2 separate regions of the Oryctolagus cuniculus genome follow, and region 2 is linked to region 1. A link is a contact called in public Hi-C data. All regions are on one chromosome and are shown on one strand. The core of a region is the stretch at or near the end of the contact, and the rest is flanking DNA. Distances in the headings are between cores, read along the strand shown. Region 1 has its middle 23 kb from the start of FABP6. Region 2 holds the start of C1QTNF2 (C1q and TNF related 2).

Region 1 (7,223 bases), core at 2,662-5,161:
CTGGCCTGAAGTGCTGGCATCCCATATGGGTGCCAGTTCAAGACCTGGCTGCCCCACTTCCGATCTAGCTCTCTGCTATGGTCTGGGAAGGCAGTGGAGGATGGCCCAAGTCCTTGGGCCCCTGCACCCACATGGGAGACCCGGAAGAAGCTCCTAGCTCCTGGCTTCGGATCGACGCAGCTCTGGCCATTGCAGCCAGTTGGGGAGTGAACCAGCAGATGGAAAACCTCTCTCTTTCTCTCTCTCTGCCTCTCCTCTCTCTGTGTAACTCTTTCAAACAAATAAATAAATAAAATCTTTTAAAAATGCTTTGGATTAATTTTTCAAGTATGTAATACACATTTCTAAATTTAAGGGTAACAAAGGGGGCTACAGAAAATAATCTCCCCTTCCTCCCAGTCCTCTGCCACCCAATTCCAGGCAAACAAAACTTCTAGCTTCTTATATACCCTTCAGAGATGTAGAATTCCTATGCTTGCTTTGACAGGTATATCTCCCTCTTTATCACATTTTAATTTAGTTTGGAGGATGCTCTATGTATTACTAAAGAGGTCCTTGTGTTTTTGTTTTTTCATTTTATTTGAAAGGCAGAGAGACAAAGAAAATGAGAGAGAGACAGACAGACATACAAACAGAGATCTTCAGTCTACCAGTTCACTCTCTAAATGCCCACAACAAGCAGGGCTGGCCGGCCATTGCAGCCATTTGGGGACTGAACCAAAGGATAGAGGAGCTCTCTCTCCCTCTCTTCCACCCTCCTTCCTCCCTCCCTCTCCCTCTCGCCATAACTCTGCCTTTTGAATAAATAAATCTTAAAAAAAAAAAAAAAAAAAAAAAGGCAGGGCTGGGCCAGGCCAAAGCCAAGAGCTGGGAACTCTACCCAAGTGTCCCACATGGTGGCAGTTAATTACCTGCTGCCTCCCGTGGAAGCTGGAGAGGAAGCAGAAGAGCCAGGACTAAAATCAGACACTGATATGGGAGGCAGGAGTCCAAGTGACTGAAGCTGAGGTCTTTTTTTTTCTTTCTTTTGCAAATGCCTAGCATTTCATTCTATGATCCACCAAATGTATTTATGTATTTAACCACTCACCTACCAAATGTCTAAGTTATTTCCATTTTTTTATTAAGACAAACACAACTAGAGTGGAAAATATTGTGCACTATTTTATTTCACGTAACTAAGGTGACAAGACCAACATTTGGCCTTGTGGTTAAGATGTTGCTTATGATGTGACACCAGCGTCCCATATCAGAGAGCCTATGTTTGAGTCCTGAGGCAGGACTCCCCATTCCAGCTCCCTGCTAATGCCAACTCCAGGAGGCAGCGGATGAGGGTTCAAGTACTTGAGTCTCTGCCACCTATGTGGGAGACCTGGAGGGAGTTTACAGCTCCCAGCTTGGCCATTGCAGGCATTTGGGAAGTCTCCGTCTCTCTTTCTCCTGCTCAAATAAATAAATAAATAACCCCCCTGAAGTAGAATGGCCAAGTCAGGGAGGTTATACTAGACCCTGGCAGAGTGCCTCATGAGGACTAGAGCAGTTCCTATCTCCCCAGCAGTGTCTAAGGCTACCTCCCCAGCCCTGGTCTAGGTTTAGAAGAAAGAGGAGAGATCCCTCCCAAGAGAAATCCACAGCAGAAAACACAGACAAGGTGCCTAGGGACAGTCCTGTGACTTCAGTGGTGACACAGATAAAGACCCAAGCAGATGTGACAGCCACTGATCCCTGTGGCCTCCATCTACCACAGTAGGAAGACATGGGACCCAGCTCTGTCACCTCTGCATGACAGGTGGCCTTGGCAGTCCACTCTCCTAATGATCAGGCTAACCCCAGAAATAGGGATGAGTAGTCACATGCATGACCATTTACCACCCTAAGAGGTGGGGACTTCTGCAGCCTGAGCCCCCACAAGCTGGGGAGACTTCCCAGGTTGTCTAGCCAGTAAGTAGCAGAGTCAGGATTTGAACCCAGGCTTCACGCTGTGTCCCACTGCCTTGAGATAAGGCAGGCAGGCAGGCTCTAAGGCTTTTCCATTTCGCAAAGTGCATCCATGTGACTGCCCAGTGAGTGGCACAATCAGAGTGTTGCTGGCTGGGGGTGGAGTGGGGAGGTTGTGGAGCCCCGTCCGAGAAGATCAACTTCTTACAGGAAGATTGGTCTCTCCTGGGCATCCATGACTCCTAGGTAGTGTGAGGACTCCGGTTAGCAATGAGCTCCCTGGATATATCTGTGTCCCTGTCTGTGTCCTTGCCTGACACTAGAGCTGATCACAGGATGGGCCCCATGAGTATCTGCTGATGGAGATGAAAGAAGGGGCTGAAGGTGAGATAGGAGAGGGAGATGCTGGTAGGGAGGGTGGAAGAGCGAGGAAGCCCTTGGAAGCAAAGATCCTCTGGCTGCCTTGGAGCTGACTGGCTGTGACCTGGAGCGCCCTCTGGCGGCTAACTCTGCAAGCCTGGCCTGGGGAGGCATGGGAGGGGCTGGGCCCAGGGGACAATAGGCTGTCCCCCGACTGCCTTCATCTCTTGGGATCAGCTGACCTTGCACCATCTCCACAAATGGGACTTCCTCTGTGGAAAGCCGGCTTAGTAACCATGAGACTCTCACTGAGAGTCACAAAGACGAAAAGGACCTTTGAAGCCATGACAAATCTGTCATTAGCATCGCAGCAAAAGGAATAAGCGGTTCCCCAAGTAGCCTTTCCACTCTGCCCTTGCACATCTTTCCAGCTTCCCGGGGCGACCTGCTGCCCTACCACTGCCTCACCTTTACTGTCTTCTTCGTCTCTGGGCTGGGCCAGCCCCTGGCAGCCGCCGGGGACGAGGTGTGCCATGAGATGGAGACCACTGCATCATGTACTCATCTGTCTGCTCAGTCAGTGCTCACGGAGCCCCACCATGTGCCAAACCTGGCCCTGGCAACACAGAAAGGACAGGCAGGGGCCATGACCTTCAGGAGTTCAGATTCCAGGCAGTGCACACAAGCCACAAAGACCTCTGGGGTAGTCAGTACATGCAGGCCTGAGCAGTGGGGTGTTTGGGGAGGTCCCACTCAGCCAGCAGTGGGAGGGGAAGGTGTGTCTAATAAAGGAATGCTTGTGTAGACGCCCTATTGCCCAGGCTGCCGGCTGAGCTAGGCTCAGCCGGGCTTTAGGCAAAGGTTCAGCTTGCACAAAAGCCAGGCTGGGGAGAGCTTGGCATAGGGAAGTCTTTGAAGCAAGGACAGTGTGTGGGTGGACTTAGTGGGGAGAGAGTGAGAATTGGAGAAATTCTGCTATTTGGGGGGCCAGAAGGGGTCCTGGACCATGAGGACTTGAAGGTTGTGGCAAAGAATTTGGATTTGAAGCCCAGGTCCTGGGGAGCCATTGGAAGCCTTTGAAGTGGGGTAGGGGGCGGTTGAATTTGCATTTGTAGTATGCAGTGAAGAGGCAGGGTGGGAGCAGGGAGACCAGCCAGGAGGCAACTCCCAGTCTCCAGAAACAGAGAGGGTGGCCACGCCAGGGTGGGCACCAGACTTGGGTCCCTTCTGCTTCCCACCTCCCACCCTTTCCAGCCTGGATGCGGGCTTGCTGGGTCATCTCCCTCAGGTCACTAAGAGGAAGAAGAGGATCCCAGGGCTCCGAGAGCTCTCTCTCCATCTGCTATCCGCCCCCCCCTTCCCTCTCCCCTCCTTTCTGCCTCTCTCTCTCTCTCCTCTCTCTGTTTCTCTGACACACACACAGCAGGCACTTGCTGCAGCCTTATCACAAGGAAGCTTCCAGCAGAGCCGAGCTCTCCAGGGACAGAGCCCGAGGCACTGACCGTGGAGTCTGCGAGAGGAGGGGGAGGCCAGGCTGCCTTCCACATTCCTTCCAGCTCCCACTGCTGCTCCCGCCCTCTTAGCTTCCTGCAGCTAACTGGAGCTGATTTTTGTCTGCTTGAGACATTTGGCAAGATCCGGTTGCTGTAGCTGAGGGAGCGGGTGAGGCTGGCATCGAGTGGGTAGAGACCGTGCCTGTGGCTGCACGGCACAAGACAGCCCCCACGATGCAGAACCATCCATCCCGTGTGTCAGTCAGTCGTGCTGAGCTAGGAAGACCCTGCCCCAGGATCTGCCTTCAGAGCTGGAAGGGACTGCCCCACCCCCACCCATCACCACCACCACCCTCACAGGGCCATTTATCGGGAGGCAGCTGTGTGGCTGTGTTGTCCCTGAGTGGGGGCCATGAGGTTGACAGTATTATCTGCCCCAAGTCGCACAAGCAGCAAGGGGCCGAGCAGGGAGTTGGGGGATTAACCAGCCTCTCCACACTGTGTGGCACTCTTGTCAGCAACAGAAAGTCCAGTGTGTACAAAACACAAAGCAAAAACTTTGTGTGTACAAAAACTGCCTGGGTGGAGCCTCCATGGCCACCTGTTCCCCCTGGCAGGGCCACTGGAGAGGGCTGCACAGGTTCCTGCGGACCACATGGGAGTTCTGGTAGGGGTAAGGCAGAGCTGCCCTCAGGGCTGGGTGGCAAATGGGTTTTGTCTTGGGTACCAACATCTGTCGCTCAGTAATGAGGTACCAGCCCAGGAAGGGGATGTGGGAGTGACTCAGAGTGCCCAGGCGCTGCCTTCCCTCTCCGACAACACGGGAAACAGGAAAGGGAATTTGACTAGGAAATTTCTTTACTCCCTCCACACCTTGAAACTCAGTGGTGACTCAAAAATGAGGCTGCGGGGGGCGGGCATTTGAGAAATCAAGATGCCCACATCCCACCTTGGAGTGCCTTTGTCAGACCCGACTGTGCTGCTGACTCCAACTTCCTGCTGGTGCAGACCCTGGAAGGCAACACAGGATGACTCAGGTAACAGGGCTCCTGAGACCCATGTGGGAGACCTGGATTGTGTTTTTCCAGTGAGTGGGAGAGCTGTGTCTTTCTTCTCTACCCCCCTGAAATAACTTTTTAATGAAGCTATCAACTCCTCACTAACAATAAAACAGCGGGCTGGTGTTGTGGCACATTGGGTTAAGCAGCTACCTGCAGCGCCAGCATCCCCATATGAGCACCGATTCGAGGTCTGGCTGCTCCACTTCAGATTCAGAGGTTGCTAATCCTCCTGAGAAAGCAGCAGAAGACAGCCCAAGTGCTTGGGCCCCTGCCACTCACTTGAGAGACCTGGAAGAAGTTCCTAGCTCTTGGTGGCTATCTGGGGAGTGAACAGTGGGTGGAAGATCTCTCTTTCGCTCTGTCTCTCCTCTGTCTCAATAACTCCACCTTTGAAATAAATCTTTAAAAAAAAGAAAAAAGAGAACAATGTAGGACTCATATAAACACCATTCCCCCAGGAGGGCCTCTCCCAACCCACAGCCTCTGTCCCCAGAGCCCTACCAGGTTTCCTTTTGGGTCCTCTGGGGATTCATCGTAATCCAAGAGTGCCTGAACTCAGCTTTGGGCAAACAGGGACTGTCGTTGCGATTTTCTCAACCCAGAGAAGGCCAGATGGCAAATCTCCCTTCTTCAGGTCCCACCGTGGAGTGAGACCTTCCTCCAGTGGCCTGAGCCGTTCCCCACCCCCTGTCAGGCCGCCTGGCGTCTCCAGCAGTGTGATCAGGAGGACCAGCAGAGATTCTGCCATGGGGGACAGCAGGCACTGTCTGTTCTCTCAGCATGCGGTTCCCCAGCTGGTCTGGAGCTAGGAATTCTCCAGCCTGGGATGAGTCATCCGGGCCCCTCCACTGCCTGGGCCTCAACCCCAATACAGAGCAAGGCAGCTGCTGCCAGAGCTGACTCCTCCCTTCCAGCAGGGAGGGGTCCCCTGTGGCTCCCAGAGGCCTGGAAATGCAGGCTGCAGACCTCCCTGGAGGGGCCATTGCACACAGGGAGGACAGCGCAGAGGGCTGGTGCAGCAGCCACCTGGACAGGGGGAGGAGGGAGCCACACCAATGTGTAGTCCTGGTGTAGCTTTCGTGGTCCTAGAGGAGAAAAACGAACTATAATAAAGCAGAATCCATGTGAGGCTTGGCACTGGCACCCCTAAACGAGGAGGTAACCAGGCCGCAGCTGCCATACCCTGAGAAGGGGCTGTGCCTGTGCCAAGGGCTCTTGTCCTTATCCCCTCATCCCAGCCTCAGACAGGAGATCCAGTCCTGCCTTCCTGTCTGTGTGTTTGTTCATCCAGGCTCCTACTATGTGCTTAGCACTGCACAGCTAGTCAGTCTCTGCTTTCTCAGGACAAGTAGACCTGTGCGGTGGGCGTGGGGAACATGGAGGTACAAGCTGGGAAACCTGCCATCAAAGCAGTGAGAGCACTAGGACTGGCGTCTAAAGGGGTTACCATCCAGGTGGGACAGGAGAGGGCAGGGAGGACCTCCTGGAGGAAGCGATGTGGAAACTAGGGTGTGAAGAATGAATAAAAGGGGGCCAGCATTGTGGTGAGTTCAGCTGCAGCCTGTGAGGCCAGCATCCTATATGGGCACTGGTTCAAGTCCCAGCTGCTCCGCTTCTGATTCATCTCTCTGCTAATGCACCTGGGAAAGGAGCAAAGGATGACCTAAGTCCTTGGGCCCCTGCAAGCACATGAGAGACCTGGATGGAGGGCCAGGCTCCTGGTTTCAGCATGGCCCAGCCCATTTGAGAAGTGAACCATCAGATAGATCTTTCTCTCTGTCTCTCCCTCTCCTTCTCTTACTCTGCCTTTCAAATAAATAATATAGATAATTGTTTATAAAATTTTAAAAATCAAGCCACAAGAAGGAGGGCATTGCAGGGACAAGCTCAACTGAGAGGGACTTAGGAGAAATCAAGTCCAGTCCCCTGTTTTTATTATTTTATTTACTTGAAAGGCAGGGACAGAAACAAAGGGATAAATTGTCCATCTGCTGATTCACTCCCCAAATGCATGCAACTAGGCCAAAGCCAGGAGCCCACATAAGTGGCAGAGACCTTGAACTGTCACCTGCTGGTCCAGGGTGCACATTAGCAGAAAGCTGTATAGGAAATGGAGCTGGGATTTGAATCCAGGGATCCCATTAGGGTTGTGGGCATCTCAAGTGGCAACTCAAGCACTTCAAACAGCAGCCCCTCCCCTATTTTTCTTTCAATTTGTATACATTTTTAAAAGATTTTGTTTATTTGAGAAGTAGAAATAAGTCAGAGAGAGAGAGTTTTCCATCCGCTGGCTCACTCCCCAAATGGCCACAAAGGCTGGAGCTGGGCTGATCCAAAGCCAGGACCCAGGAGCTTATTTCCAGTCTCCCAC
Region 2 (7,223 bases), core at 2,612-5,111, 200 kb before region 1:
AAAACCTGAAGTTGAAGGTTTCTCCAAAGAATTACAAGGATGGCTTCCAGGGTTATTAGTAACTACCATGATCCTGAAGCAGCTTCTGTGAACATTGTGAAGATAATAGTGATAAAGTGGGGTCAGTGAAAACAGCCTGTTAAAAAAAACCCTCACATGAGTACCTTAACTTTATTGTCTTCTAAGTTACCAAAAATCAGTTGTAGGATACTGCAAAAAAAACCTCACATGAGTACCTTAACTTTATTGTCTTCTAAGTTACCAAAAATCAGTTGTAGGATACTGCATTGTCAGCATCTCAGAAATAGTGGTGGTAGGAGAGTAAGGGAGTCAAATTATCAAGCATTATGGATAAACATGCTGTCTTATTAAGACTGGTATGAAATTAAAATAGCAATGCAAATTTCATTTAAGAATGTCAAAAAATTTCCTATTGCTACTATTTAACACAGGATGGTTCAAATAAAGTCTGACATTGGTATCTACTAAAGATATATAATTAAGGATATTTAACTGTGAGTGGCTCGTAGCATTATTTCAAATATTTGCTAGGAGGTGGGTTAACCAGCGGGGGCCTAAGGTAGCTTCTGTGAGTTTTTATTAGGAAAATCACAGCCTCTTTAAACTCACTTGACATGTTGTCTACCCTTTGGGCCTCTGTTCCTCTGGTGAAGCCTAATTTACTCTCATTTTAGGGAGAATTCTATAATACCCAAAATCATTTCTTAATTCAGTTTCATTTTGGAAAACAGGTAATGCCTAGAACATTACTCAGATGTGAGTTTTGATTTTCTTATCCCAAAATATCTGCCTTTTGAGTGCTAGAACTGTTACAATTTTCATATGTTATCTCAGTCCCCAGAAGAACTTTATGGAATAAGTAATGGGTGATGCATATGAAAATATCCATGTGTTACAATACACACAAAAACTTAATGACCCTAAGTAGCTTGCCCTGTTCATAAGTTAAGTGTGGATGCAAAATGTGAAGCCAGGTGTCTGCTTATAAAACCTACCTCTTTCTCTGTGTTTTAAGGTCCTGGTTTCTGGACCAGGAAGGCTGGTCTGTTGCAGTTTCTTCCAGCAGAAACCTGAAGCAGGCCTTCAGTGTTTACTGGGTTCTTCCTCAATACCTAAAAATAAGGCACAAGTCACACATTCCTTGCTTTCTTTACAGACATTCCTTGCTTTCTTTACAGACGCTCCCCCTCACATGTACCAGCTTTGTGGAATTCCTCAAAGCAGACTGACTGACACAGGTGTTTGGCACAGCGGTTAAGGTACTGCTTGGGATGCTCACCTCCCTATTGGAGTGCCTGGATTCATGTCCTGGCTTGCTTCTGATTCCAGCTCCCTGCTAATGTGCATTCTGGGAATCAACAGATCAAAGCTGGTACTTGAGTCCCTGCCACCCACATGAAGATCCAGACTGAGTTTCAGGCTCCTGGCCCAGCCCTGGCTATTGCAGACATCTGGGGAGTGAGCTAGCAGATGGAAGATCTGTCCCTGTCCCTGCTGTCTGTGCCTTTCAAATAAAATGAAAAACAAATACATAAAAGTTAAAGAAGACTATCCCAGCTTCTTCCTGTCTCAGAGCTATTGCTGGCAGTGAGCTAGCAGATGGGAGAAATCTGTCTCTCTTAAATATTTGAAAAAAAAAAAACCAACAGTGAATAAACATTAATTTTTTTAAAAAAGATTTACTTATTTATTTATTTAAAAGAGTTACATAGAAGGAGATGCAGAGAGAGAGAAGTCTTATCTGCTGGTTCACGCCCCAGTTGGCTGCAACAGCCAGAGCTGGGCTGATCCTAAGCCAGGAGCCAGGAGCTGCTTCTGGATCTCCCATACGAGTGCAAGGGCCCAAGGATTTGAACCATCTTTTACTGCTTTCACAAGCCAAAGCAGAGAGCTAGATTGGAAGTAGAGCAGCCCATATGGGATTCCGGCACTGCAGGCAGTAGCTTTACCCGCTGCGCCACAGCACAGGCCCCAAGCATTAATTTTAAAAGAATTAGGGAACACCTCAAAATAGCAGGGTTATATTGGGTTTTTTTCTTTAACACCGTGTTTTCTAGTCTATACTTTGAGGTTTTTCTGCAAAGCCTTTCTAATATGGGTTTATTTTAAATCCTGCTGCTAAAATGAATTTTAAAGAAAATTTAGGGGGCCAGCACTGTGGCGCAGTGGGTAAAAGCCCTGGCCTGCAATGCAGCATCCCATATAGGCACCGGCTGTGCTGCTTCTGATCCAGCTCTCATCTGTGGCCTGGAAAAAGCGGTGGAAGATTGTCCAGGTGCTTGGGCCCCTGCACCTGCGTGGGGGACCTGGCAGAAGCTCCAGGCTCCTGGCTCCAGATGGGCTCAGCTTTGGAGGGTAAACCAGCAGATGAAAGACTTCTCTCTCTGCCTCTCTATAACTCTGCCCTTCAAATAAATAAATCTTTAAAAATATATAGAAAAAAAAATTTACAATCTTACCCTAAGATGGAATGAAGATTCTTAGAAAATTCATCTGCATGCAGTAATTGATAGACAGCAGAACTGGCCTAAATGGGGAACCGGACACGCTGGAGAAGCCCATCTTCCACTGGATCGCAGTGGATTTTAAACCATGCCCCACTTGCCAGAATGTTTGATTCCAGAGTACAAGGAGCTTCCCTTTTTCCTCACTGATTTCACGTGGACTGGAGGTTTATCATCACAGTGTACGGTTTTATTTCCAGTGATCCGAAAGTTAAAAAGTAATACTGTGTGAGACCGGCGCTGTGGCGCAGTGGGTTGAAGCCCTGACCTGAAGCGCTGGCATCCCACATGGGCGCCGGTTCAAGACCCGGCTGTTCCACTTCTGATCCAGCTCTCTGCTATGTCCTGGGAAAGCAGTAGAAGATGGCCCAAGTCCTTGGGCCCTTACACCCGCGTGGGAGACCTGAAAGAAGCTCTTGGCTCCTGGTTTCGGATCGGCGCAGTTCAGGCCGTTGTGGCCTTCTGGGGAGTGAACCATAAGATGGAAGACCTCTCTCTCTACCTCTCCTCTTTCTGTGTAACTCATTCAAATAAATAAATCTTAAAAAAAAAAAAAAAAAGTAATGCTGTGTGGACTTCGCAGTGTTTTCTCCTCCTGAGACTCCACAGTTCATCCTTTCTGGCAGACACAATAAACAAAATTTCCAGCTCCATGTATACAATATAAAAAAAAAAAAAATGAGGCTCAGCACCGCGCATGCTCCCTACCAAGGCAGTGTTTCCCTCAGCCCTCGGATACTGCGCCTGCGTACGGTGAGACGCTGCACCCAGTGTGCGGGCGGGAAGCTAAGCACGGAACCCGGATGGAATCCTGGCCCCGGGGGCGGAGGTCGCTGTGGATGGTTTTGTTTCTTCACGCTACTCAAATTCCTGCTCCGGGGGGTCTGACCTGAGGAACCGCGCCTAGGCTGGTTCCACCGCCACAGGCCGGGGACCCTACCCGAGCGGAGAGCGGAACCGGAGCCTGAAACGGGCGCTTAGAGAAGCCGGAGCATCCTCTGGCCTGCGGCCCAGGCTCGGAGAGGAGCGGGTGGAGACAGCAGAGTCCTGGCTCGGCGCCGGCGCCCTCAGCTCGCACTGGCTGCCTCTAAAGCTCTCCGTTCTTAACAGCATCAGGTCCTAGCAGTTCAGAGCTGCGTGTTCGTGGCATGCGTTCTCATACACTGCCCAGCACCCCGATGAGGTAGGTAGTGTTCCCATCCCCGCTTGAAGAACTGAAGGTTGGAAGGGTCCAAGCCGAGACCGCAGGCGGAGCGCCCCCGGAGCCCCTGCCCACCGACCACTCCTCGCCCCCTCTCGCCCGGCTGTTGCTTGTAGCTGTAAGGTCGCAGCCTCCGCGTCCCCAAACACCCGTGCCTTCCGGAGCTTACCCGGGCAGTGTCTGGATGTAAGTTTAGTTGTGTGTGGTTGGAGCTTTCTTTTACATATATTTAAGCATTCCATAAATCAGTCAGTATTCACTTTGACTTGTCAGTTTGGGTACTCTTTCGTATCTGCCCCTCGTAAACTTGCAAAAACATTTCATTTCCCATCTTGTCTCCAAGTGAATTTGTATCTTATAATAATGCTTTTTATTTACTTTTTCTTAACGGAAAACTTCCAACTGTACTTGAGAATAGCTTCATAGTGTATACCTGTCATCCAGCCTCAAAAATGAACCAACTCAAGTCCAGTTCACTTTCCTCCACCTGGCTACTGTGTGTGTGAGCTAAAGTACACCATTTCAGTGGAAATCACAGATATCATTTCACTTGTAAATAATTGTCTCTGACAAAACAGGACTTTAATGCAACTATAAAACCTATAGCACTCCTGTTTAACAATAGTTCCTTATTATAATGACCCTTTTTTACTGTTTATATTTTTTAGGATACTGTAATTCCTAGATACCACAAAAGAGCCAGTGAAACTTGCGAGGTTCTGTAACACGGGAAAGCCTGCTGGGCGGTAAGCATATGGTAGTTAAGAATGAACTCTTAAAAGATTCTGTGGTCATTTCCAATGAAACTAAAGCAAAGCTTTTTCCTTCATCCCTCTGTCTCAAATGTACCTTGTAAGTATACATAATATCAGCATTTTTATGCTGATATCACAATTTTATTGCCATTAATCATAAATGGTTCTAAACAAGTAACCAACCATCTCATTACTTGGAGAAAAAAGACTTAAGATCAACTCTTTAAACTTCAGATCTTTTTTGATTAGCAGACATCCTCCAATTTTTAACTGGTTTGTAACAACAGCTTATTAGTTACACAACAGTGCATTTCACAAGTAGGTTTTGACAGATCCACTAGAAATCTAGAACTTTAAGTAGATGTGCTTGATTTAACTTACTATGAACTTTTTATTTCAATGGGACATTTGGATTTAAATTTGCCCCTGTTAAATTACTTCAGCCACGTATGGCATAGAACTTTGAAAACTTTGGGGATCACTTATTTGTCTTAGAATTGTTTTCTAAGGTGTGTTTCTTTTTTTTTTTTTAACAAGTTTTTTTTTTTAAGGATTTATTTATTTATTTGAAAGCAGAGTTACAGAGAGGCAGAGAGAATGAGAGAGAGAGAGAGAGAGACAGAGACAGAGAGGTCTTCTATCTGCTGGTTCACTCCCCAGTGGGCCACAACGGCCGGAGCTGTGCTGATCCGAAGCCAGGAGCCAGGAGCTTCTTCCAGGTCTCCCACGTGGGTGCAGGGGTCCAAGCACTTGGGTCATCTTCCACTGCTTTCCCAGGACATAGCAGAGAGTGGAGCAGCCAGGACTTGAACCGGCACCCATATGGGATGCCGGCACTGCAGGCGGCGGCTTTGCCCTCTACACCACAGCGCCAGCCCCTCTAAGGTGTGTTTCTGAGACCTGTGGATTATACCTTTGCTGTTTGCTAAGGACAAAGAGAAAAGAAATGGCTCGCTGTCTTAGGTCTCTCAACTCTCATAGAAGGTTGTCATCAACTTAGCAAAGTAAATGCCTATCAAAGCATTTGTACTGTTCTCTTGGCAACCTAAAATATCTGCTAGGAATTAAAGGGTAATTTTTCATATATCTAAATCTGGCTACTTACCAGAATTTTTATCTGGATCACCCAGACAATTTTTATTTCATATTCTTTTGTCCTACTTCTGGAGAAGAGGATTTATTTCTCTAAAACAGTACAGGGACATGTGTACTTTCAAAAAGGCTTCCCAGTGATGGTAACAGGTATGTCTTGTAACAGATCATTATTCTAGGTACTGCTCATAAGAGTTATCTAAAATACTAATTTACAGTATGGATTCTAGGCCCCTACTCCAGAGCTAGAGAATCAGAATCTCTAGAAGTAGGGCTCAGGAATCTGTATTTTAGCAGGAGACTCATTTACTAAACCGGAGAACCACTGCCCTCCAAATCTTGTTCTTGAATTAATGCAAACCTTAAGAATGCTGCTTATTTTCATTCTGTTGTTTTGGCTTTTTTTTCTTGACTGCTTTTACTGAAGGGTAGTTATAGGAAAAAGCATCATGAAATGCCTCATTGGCAGTTAAGAGCATCCTTGTATGAGAGGAAATTTTCTGAATTCTGGATGACAAGAATAATTGTATTTCTCCTGCAGGTTGTTTTGCTGTTATATATGTGCAATATGAATCATGGACTGCTAGTTTGTTACACTTAGCAAGGAAATTCTGAGCCAAATTGGATCCTACCCTATACCAAGGGTGGCTTAATCCAAATTCAAGACTGATTTGGAATTCTCTGCTTAAGATGGAATTAAAGCTGCTCAGAGATCAAATAGTTTTACATGTCTGTTTAATCCTTAACTAGTAAAAAAATAAAAATAAAGAACTGGCCACTATGTTAAAATCTGCACTTCTTTAGAGTGTATTATTCTCTTCTATTCAGTCTTTCTTAACTGAGGGTGTGCATGTCTTTGGGGCAGGATGGAAAGAGGTGGCAGTGAGATTACAGAGAAAGATAGAGACAGAGAGAGAGGGAGAGAAAAAGGTCTTCTATCCGCTGGTTCATTCCCCAAATGGCCACAAAATGGCCAGAGCTGAGCTGATCTGAAGCCAGGAGCTTCTTCCTGCCTCCCATGTGCATGCAGGGGCCCAAGGGCTTGGGCAATCCTCTGCTGCTTTCCCAGGCTCATTAGCAGGGAGCTGGATTGAATGTGGAGCATAAGGGATGCCGGTGCTGCAGGCTGGGGCTTTAACCGCTATGCCACAGTGCCAGGCCATCATGGTTTACTTTCAACTGACATGTTGCAGGATATTTCTTTGACATGTATGGAATAGCATGTGATATAGCTTTGTTTTATTTGGTTATCCACTGGTTTTTAATGTGTGGATTATACTTTATTCCCAAAGCAAAATTCTGTGGCATCTCTGAAATACTACCTGAGAATTTTTGTGTGCCATGTCAAAGAAACGCAAATGGGATGATGACTATGTTCGTTACTGGTTCACCTGTACAACAGAAGTTGACGGAACTCAACGCCCACAGTGTGTGTTGTGTAACTCAGTATTTTTAAATGCTGACCTCAGACCATCAAAACTGTCAGACCATTTTAACAGACAGCATGGCGGTGTGGCTGGGCATGATCTGAGTAGCTTGAAGCATATGCCAACGGCATCTGATCAGAGTGAAACCTTGAAAGCATTTGGTGTTGCATCTCATGAGGATGCCTTATTGCAAGCATCATACCAGTTTGCATATTTGTGTGCC

Evidence for each region. Hi-C and Micro-C count contacts between places; a contact is called where the count stands out from the background.
Region 2: a Hi-C map of skin fibroblasts shows a contact between it and region 1, with 3 times the contacts expected there. The contact joins the promoter of C1QTNF2 here to the enhancer-like site in region 1. A contact is called at or near these places in 2 of 6 Hi-C or Micro-C datasets (skin fibroblasts and an unstated tissue).

Annotation. Positions count from the first base shown.
Region 1 is chr6:47,111,264-47,118,486 of mOryCun1.1, reverse strand. No RefSeq gene overlaps it. Among named protein-coding and RNA genes, the nearest start is that of FABP6, 23 kb to the left of the region's middle. Within about 2 kb of position 3,911, at least 3 of the 8 cell types and tissues checked have an H3K27ac peak or open chromatin away from gene starts, as enhancers often do.
Region 2 is chr6:47,311,996-47,319,218 of mOryCun1.1, reverse strand. C1QTNF2 (C1q and TNF related 2) reads left to right here and starts at 3,861. Exons shown (of 4, transcript XM_051843572.2): 1 at 3,861-3,912; 2 at 4,395-4,472. It overlaps FAM200C (family with sequence similarity 200 member C), which reads left to right and starts at 3,851. Exons shown (of 3, transcript XM_008255346.4): 1 at 3,851-3,912; 2 at 4,395-4,472; 3 at 6,866-7,223. The coding sequence starts at 6,915. LOC138850206 (a long non-coding RNA gene) reads right to left here and starts at 2,467. Exons shown (of 2, transcript XR_011389885.1): 1 at 237-2,467; 2 at 1-164.